Linked DNA regions of Gossypium hirsutum: all the other regions are linked to region 2. A link is a contact called in public Hi-C data. All regions are on one chromosome and are shown on one strand. Each heading gives the region's core, a stretch centred on a gene start, on an enhancer-like site or on the middle of the called end of the contact. The rest is flanking DNA. Distances are from core to core; before and after follow the strand shown.

The links. A called contact is a pair of places that touch in the nucleus more often than the background predicts.
Region 1: a contact with region 2 is called in a Hi-C map of leaf, with 1.9 times the contacts expected there. The contact joins the promoter of LOC107947595 here to the promoter of LOC121204462 in region 2. A contact is called at or near these places in 5 of 34 Hi-C or Micro-C datasets (hypocotyl and leaf).
Region 3: a Hi-C map of leaf shows a contact between it and region 2, with 2.7 times the contacts expected there. The contact joins the promoter of LOC121204974 here to the promoter of LOC121204462 in region 2. A contact is called at or near these places in 3 of 34 Hi-C or Micro-C datasets (all in leaf).

Annotation. Positions count from the first base shown.
Region 1 is chrA08:90,625,144-90,627,843 of Gossypium_hirsutum_v2.1, reverse strand. LOC107947595 reads left to right here and starts at 1,400. Exons shown (of 6, transcript XM_041074475.1): 1 at 1,400-1,694; 2 at 1,779-1,902; 3 at 2,645-2,700.
Region 2 is chrA08:90,760,656-90,763,355 of Gossypium_hirsutum_v2.1, reverse strand. LOC121204462 (E4 SUMO-protein ligase PIAL2) reads right to left here and starts at 1,268. Exons shown (of 16, transcript XM_041074271.1): 1 at 1,019-1,268; 2 at 228-300; 3 at 1-19. The coding sequence starts at 1,179. LOC107947560 reads right to left here. Exons shown (of 3, transcript XM_016882184.2): 3 at 2,226-2,610. The coding sequence ends at 2,472.
Region 3 is chrA08:90,567,306-90,570,005 of Gossypium_hirsutum_v2.1, reverse strand. LOC121204974 (reticulon-like protein B3) reads left to right here and starts at 1,416. Exons shown (of 5, transcript XM_041075900.1): 1 at 1,416-2,700.

The DNA.
Region 1 (2,700 bases), core at 151-2,650, 140 kb after region 2:
AATGTTCATAAAATGAAAAAAATTCAAAAATCAAAATACATAGAGTTCATTAAAATTATAAATATTTCATAAAAATTTCAAAAAAAAAGCATAAAGTACACATAGATTATCATGTAAGCTACCATGTTTAAAAATTTAGAATTTTAATGTATTTCCATTAAAAAAAAGCAAATACTCTTTTTGAAAGATTGGTCAAATTTCTCCTTTTAAAAGACTGAGGAATGAATTTAACTAAAAAAATAAGAGTCAAATTAATAAAAAAATATAACTGTTAAGGGCTAAATTTATCATTATATTTAAAAAAGACATATGTGCTAATTTATATGTGGAAACCAAACTTAAGTAAATATATATATTTACCTTTCCATAAAGAAAATTTTGACCTTTTACCCTAATAATAATAAGATATTAATAAATGGTGGGCCAAATAACGGTTGGCCATGGAAAAGAAGACCTTTTTACAACTTGTAAGGGCTTGTTTATTTGTGCTTCCAAAAGAACTTTCATCCAAAAAGTGTTTTTCCCTTAAATTATTTACTGAACAAACTCCAGTTCAACTTAAAAAGCCCGTTTAACAAGTCCTTTTTCTTCCATTGAAAAAGTTGAAATTTTTAACTTTTTTTCTAGGCCAAAAGTGCTTTTAGTTAGTTAATTACCTTTTTGTCCTCATAATTTTTCACAGTAACAATTTTTTTCTTAGTTAATTAAAAATTTTAAAAATGTTATGAATATCTTATTAAGTGGATGTTCATCATGATCAAGGTAAAATTTTAATTTACTTTAAATTTTAATAGTTATTAGAATTAGATCTTTGCTTCTTTTATACTTATTATGCCTAGAAATAGAGACTTTGATGAAGTATTGTAATCATCCCATTGATCAATAAAATACATTATCTATTACTTCTCATATTTTCTTTGTTCTTTACTCTCTTTATTTTATAACACATTATCAGCAAGATCTTTCTCAAAGTGATAGTTCCTTTTGTCGACGATCAAATTTATTCTTCATGATTTTCAATATCTTTGACGATAAAATACAATTTTTTTTACAAGAAGTTTCTTTTATTTAATATTTCATATCTGATTATTATTTTTCATTCTTCTTTCATTATACGTTATCGTTGTTTTGATTAACTTGTTTTACTTTTTGTTCTTAAGGATGGTGAAAGATTTGATACCATTACCTATATGAAATCGAGAAGTAAAATTCACTCTCCAAGTTTACTTTTTAATATTTGTTTAGGGATGATCTCTTTTTTTTATTACAAAAGAAGGTTTATAATCACTACTTCTCATCCATGGTAATGTAAGCCAAACTAATCAACTTATTCTAAAATTTAATTTGATTTCTATTAAAAAATTAAATTTATATAATTTACTATCCGGATGCTTTACGTGGTTCACATGAATGGCTTAGCCATTCTCCCCCTTATTCAATACAATAAAACTTTTCAGGGGTTTGGTTGGCTGTAAACCTATTCCTTTAAATAACCATTACAGTTTGAACAGCCATTACAGCCTGATTCCTCAAAACCTGTGAATAGCTATTCAATGCCACCTCCTCTGAATAGTTATTCAAAGCTTTCAGTAATATACAAAATTATTTTTCTTTCCTTTTCTACCCATCTCACATCATTTTGAACTCCCAACTCCCATATGAGATTTTTTCAACAAATTTTAAAGATTATGCGAGTATGAAATTTCTCTTTTTTATATAAACTTTCTCTTCTTTTACTTTCTCTTTACTCTCACCATTCCCCCAATATACCCGTGTAGAACGTTTGGAGTGAGCAGGAAGAGGGGTTTGAAAGAACAACAGCAGCAGCCATGGCGAAGAAGATCAGCGTAACAAAGAAAGCCTTGATTCCAGGTTTAATCAAATCCTCAAGAATGTCCAAGGGTACCTCTTTCTAATCTTTCCAATTTCCCATTACTTTTCTTCCTCTATTTTCTTTCTGGTTTCTTAATGCTGATTTTGGATTGTTCTTTTTTATTGGATTTAGAGAAGTACCTTCTGATCTTTCAAATTTTAGTTTTGATTCTAAATTCCTGTGGAAGAAATTTTCCTCTTTAGGGGGAAATTTTGATTTCGCAAAAATTTTCAATTAGGTTTATTGGCATAAAAGTCAAGTTATTTCCAGCTTGAGATTCTTATTATAATTGATATTTTGGTTTCAGTGTATGTGCCCTTGCTTTTTATTTGTATATGTTGTCGTACTTGCTATAAAGAGATTCTGATTTAGCAATCTCTTTTACAATACAATTAGCGTTTGGTTACATGATGCTAATGTTGGTATTTTTCTTAAATGTGTTATTGAATGGAAAGTTTATAGCAATCTCTTTTACATGTCAAGGTTCTAATCATCTGTTGTGTACTGCACTTTTTATAGTAGAATGAAAAAAAAAAATTTGGCTTGTAGAAGCTGAATATGGAGATAAATTGCTTATTGCAGGATAATTTTGCCTTCTTCCAGAAATTGTTGTATTTCATTCTTCAAATATCGTTTGCAAACTCTTTAACTTCTTTGCTTGTTTTGTCTGACAATTTTTTTGTTCCCTATGTGAAGCTAGAACAATATTTGATGTTGACATTGACAATTTTGAATAAAAGCCGTGGAAATATCCTGGTGTTGATCTTTCAGGCTTCTTTAACTTTGGTCTAAATGAGGAGAGCTGGAAAGATTATTGCAAACAACTG
Region 2 (2,700 bases), core at 19-2,518:
CATTTCTGTGTTGACATATCTATAAAGCAGAGAAACATATTGGTGACATACATATTATTTGCAAAGACAAAAACATAATACTCCAATTCCGTTTGTTAGCTGATATGAGAACAGTTATCATCAGATGGAAGGAGTAAAAAAATCTACAAGTGGTGCTTGCAACAAAAATAGGTAAAGGTCAATATAATTAAATGATAACATCTACGGGAGTAGAACTTAAGCCATACCTGCTTCAACAATAGAGGTAATTCTTGCGCTTTAGCAGGAACCTCATTGTTGGCAATTGCATAATCAATGCCTCTGCACAATTCAAACAAATAATTATGAAATCAAAAGTAAGAATATATCAAATCCTATTCAAGTGGAATCAAATAATATGGGACAGTGGAACAAGCATAGACAAAACAGAATAAAGCATGAACTCACATACAGAGCTAAATTCAAAACAAAATTGAAACAATCACTAATGCAAAATTAAAATCCATTTTCAATATTTGAACAAAAGAAAAACATCAAAGCTTAAATTCTCCTAGTCCATAATCACCACTCACGCATAGCTTACAAACCAAATGAGAATACACAACTGTCAAGAACCTTCTTTTTTTTTTTTTTAAACATACAATAAAAACATGGAAAATTAAAGCACTTTTAGGGATGAAAAGAGATCTGAAATGATAAATTACAGTCCACATTCGTTCAAGAAAACACGCAACTTCAAAACCAAAATAATTGAATCTCTAACCAAACTTCACTAAATTGCACAAACTAAAACCTAAGTTACCCGGAGTTTTATTTTCTCTAAAACATCCATATTGGACATTTGAATCCGAGTACACTCAGATGCAAATATGGGTATCATTCCCAAATATATGAAGAACTTATAAAATTAGAACAGGCATACCCGTGTTCGACAGTTAACGAAAGCAAAATCAAGCAACAGACAACAATGTAAAGATATGGAAGCATCCTTTTTTGGTAGGACAAAAAATATATATATTAATATAAACAAGAAACGTGCCTGGCGAGAGAGAGGCACAGGCTGAAGAACTCCGAGCTTTGAGGCTGTCTACCAGGCTGAGTATGAGTAGCCAAGCGCTCAGCTACGGCCGCCACTCGAAACGAATTCACCACAGACGCCGATATTGGCTGCCCCGACGCCGCCGGCGGGACCGCCGTCATTTGTTTGTTCTCCCAAGGGTATCGACGAAAAAAGTGAAAAGAAGAAATAAACAGCTTCTTATGTTCGCTTCTCTCAATCGAATTTTGAATTTGGATCCATCAGGATAAAATATTATTATATATAGGTAGAGGTTGTACATGTCCTGGGCCGCTGGCCCGAAGGGATGGCCAAAAAAATAAAACAATTTTGTTAAAAATATAAATTCGAAAAATAGATTTAAAAAATAAAACATAAAGTTATTTAGAAAATAAATCGGATTTTAGGTAAGGTATTTGCTTCAAATTCAGCTCAACCCAAATTTCCAACAAAAACAACTTATTGTTATTTTTTTATGTTTTGCTGTTGTTTTCTTATTTTTTGATATTATTTTGTTATCATTTTACTATTATTTTATTACTATTTTAGAAATATCTGATTATTAAATTGTATTTAATTTAGTGTTATTTAAGTATACATATTTTTAATTTATTTTTAATTTACTAAAAAATATTTATTTTAATATTTGTAGTGTATTTGATATATTATATTTTTTAATTTTTTATATAAAAAATAAAAATAAATTAAATTAATATAGATCAAGTCCGAATTTTAATATTTTTATCTGTATTGAGTTTGAACAGAAATTCTAATTTATTTTTCAGACTAAATCCAAATCTAATAATCTGACCTTAAAAATTTATTAAAATTTGACTTGAACCTAACCCGGCACATAAATAATTTTAAAATAATTTTAAGGTGTCTGAGGCTTTAAATACAGAAGATATTTAAATACAGAAGATACATTACGGCTCTGTTTGTTTGCCAATAAAATATTTTCCGAAAAATAATTTCTGAATAATGATTTACTATTCTGGTGTTTGGATAAATCTGTATAAATATTTTCTGTTATTTGACAGATTTTTAAAAATATTTTTCGAAAAAACTATTTTTACATATATTAATAAATTTATATTTTAAATTATTCTTATATATATTGCAATGATTTATTTATTTAAATTATTATTAAGCTAGAATATACATTAGAAAATAAAAGAGAGAAGAACAATGCAAAATGTGAAATATTTAAAATTAACCTTTGCTGTCAGAGCACAAAAATCTTTGCGTCTTAATGCATGTTATTTCAAATGTTTGTCATCAGTAACTCAATGCAATGCAAGCATTGCTAGCACCAAATAATTTTAAAACTAAAACCAGTCGTTGGCTAGTAACTGAAACAGCCTATGGCCACCGTATAGAACGTGCAATGTCGAGCGTTGAGCTGGTCATCAATGCTAAAGGGAAGAGCTGCAAATCACATCTGTTGGGGATTTGACAGCAGAGGAAGGGGGACAGTGCTATACGGAACAACCTTATTAGCTGTGCTATAAAGATATAGCTGCGGACAGTGCGGATGGGCCTCCAAAGCTGCATCAACCACCGCTCTAAACTTTCTGTAGTAGGAACCACAAGTTTTTTATCACACGGACAAGATTTGATTGCATTCAGAGAGAGCAAATAGCATGGCATGTATGTGTGCATTT
Region 3 (2,700 bases), core at 167-2,666, 190 kb after region 2:
TACATTTGTATATTTTTATCATCATACACTTGGCTTTAATTTAATTTAATTCATAATATGATATTTATAATTAATTAATTTAATAATATATTTTATAATTAAATTATATATATTTACATGATTAAAATCTAAAAATATCTTAGATTTTTAACATGCTTGCCGCCTCAACTTATGCTAAATGGCTTATTTGTCATTTTAGCCCTTTTTACTTTCTATTAATCTATAATTCAACTTTTACCCTTTATTCAATTTAGTCCTTTTTCCTAATTTCTCTTAATTAGGCTAAATTCACTTAATTAAAGCATATTTAAACACACAACTGGCCTAAAAAATATTCCTAATAAATATTTGCGAACCCATTTTGCTAAGACGGAGGCCTGATAATGTACTTTTTCGATGCTCGTGAATTTTGGGTCATTACATGACAAACTGTTTTGGATCACATGACCATGTGCTAGGCTATGTGAATACTACAACTTAAAACAATAAATACACACGGCTGTGTGACGGCCTATGTCTCTGGCAGTGTGCACCATTTTTTACTCTTAAAACAAGCAATTTCATGCACCATTCCTTGCACAACAAGACATGCCATATCTAGATCATTTCCTAGGTTCAAAAACACATTCAAATCATCAATTACATGCCAAAATTTCATTCATCCTATATTTAACCAATATATCCTTCAAAGGCACCATGATCAAAGGTTATTCCTTCAAACAACCAAGCTAAGAAGAACACATAACATTAACCACCTATTCATGATCAAACCATCAACCAAAATGGCCAAAGCATAGACATACTAAAAAATTACCATTCCAAAGTGTTAACATCTATCTCTTCACTATTAAGAATCAACCCAACCAAAAACATTTCAACTTCATAAGCCCAATCCAAAGATACAAAAAAGATGAAAAAAGATGAAAACTAGATATGCATAAACAAGTTAACTAGTCTATAAAAGAGAAACATCAATGCCTCTGAAATTATGAGGGTAATCAGTATTGGGAATTTACATATTTTTGTTTCCATTTCCTCTCCTTTTGAAGATGAAGGATGGCCCATCACTTATCCATTTTCTTGAGGTAAACAACAATTGTTCCTTTTCAAGTTTAAGGCTTAATCATATCCCATTTCTAGCTCCTTTACTTTTTTTTTTCTTCTTTTTTATTGCTTCTCCTTTTCAGGTTTATTGGGCTTTTTAAACCAGTTTCTCCCAAAGCCCAATCCAAATGTTAGTACATTGCCCCAGGCCCTAGCAATCTGGGTTGTTTTTAAGTTCTAAAATTCTCCTTATTTCTTTTAAGTATAAAAATATTCTTGGCCCTGCTTGCTGCTTTATTTGCCAATAACTGGGCCACAGTGGCATTTCTCACAACTACTAGACGCGCGCTGCAGAACTTAATTTTTAATTTTTCCAAGTGTAAGCAGATAAGGCATATTCGTTGAAGTTTGGAATGTTCTCTTTTTACAACCAAAGCAATATGCCATTGGCTTCTATGATAGCAGTGTGCCCTTATTTCGATTGTAGACTGCAGACCATAGCATTTGAAGCTCAAGTCCGTATTTTGTTGATTGAAAGCGTGCAAGCTGATATCATGAAGCCACTTAGAGGAGGCTATATATTTTCTTTCTGGATTGCTTTTTTTTTTAATCTTTACAGCACCAAATGAGGTACGTATTCCTACCCCTACTCTACTTTTGTCCAGCAATTGGTGTTTTTTTTTTCTTTATTCGTATTGTAGGGTCATCCAATACTTTATACTTCTTTTTCTCTGTATTATAAAACCTAAAGATGGAAGAAAAGGAAGTCTATGGGTGAAGAAAAGGGTAGCCTTTATATGTTTAACTGCCTACCGCAACACAACTTGTGAAGAGATGTTGATAATTTGAACTTGTGAAGAAAAGGGAATATGTCTTGGTTTGGTTGGGGTTTTGCCATTTTGGAAGCTGAGGGTGAGGGATAGCATTAGCAAAGCCCTTCATATTCCTAACAAGCCTTGAAAGGTTGCCCTCTATGACTAGAGGATGGTCATTATGGTTAATTCATGACAAAACAGTTCCCTCGATGAGCTGATTTATGACTATGCTAGTCAATGAGACATACATGTTTACTGGTTAGCTCCTGGATCTGTGGGGTTCAAATCTTAGATTTGTTGAATGCCGGTTCTTAACCGTGATTGAATGAATTGGTCACATAGGAACGGAACTGGATGTAGGGTCATCAACATCTGTCAACATAAGTAATAATCTTCCCATCCTGAAGACATTTCAATCTTCAAAAGGGTTATATGACAGAATTTGCTGTTTGTTTTTGAATTTGTGATGCTTTTTATGGCTACATCTTTCACGGATTTGTTGGGATATTCTTATTTGTTCCTCTTGTGGCCCTACGAGGAAACTCCCTTTGTGGCTGTCAGATAATTGTCTTAACCACTAACAAGAAGTCCCAAAAATTTACAATGCATGCTTCCACAGCCTAAATTCCTCTAGTTGCAAATCGAGCTTCAAATTTCACCCACATTTTGTCAGATGTATGCATTATCAGATTACAAGTGTGAGTAGTAATAAATGATAAGGAATAAGACACATGTCCTGCACCTTCTTTTAAAACATGTAAATATATATTCAATATCATGTTAATTAAACTTTTCTTATTTTTATACTCGAGAAGGCGGTATTAGTTGTATTTGTATATTG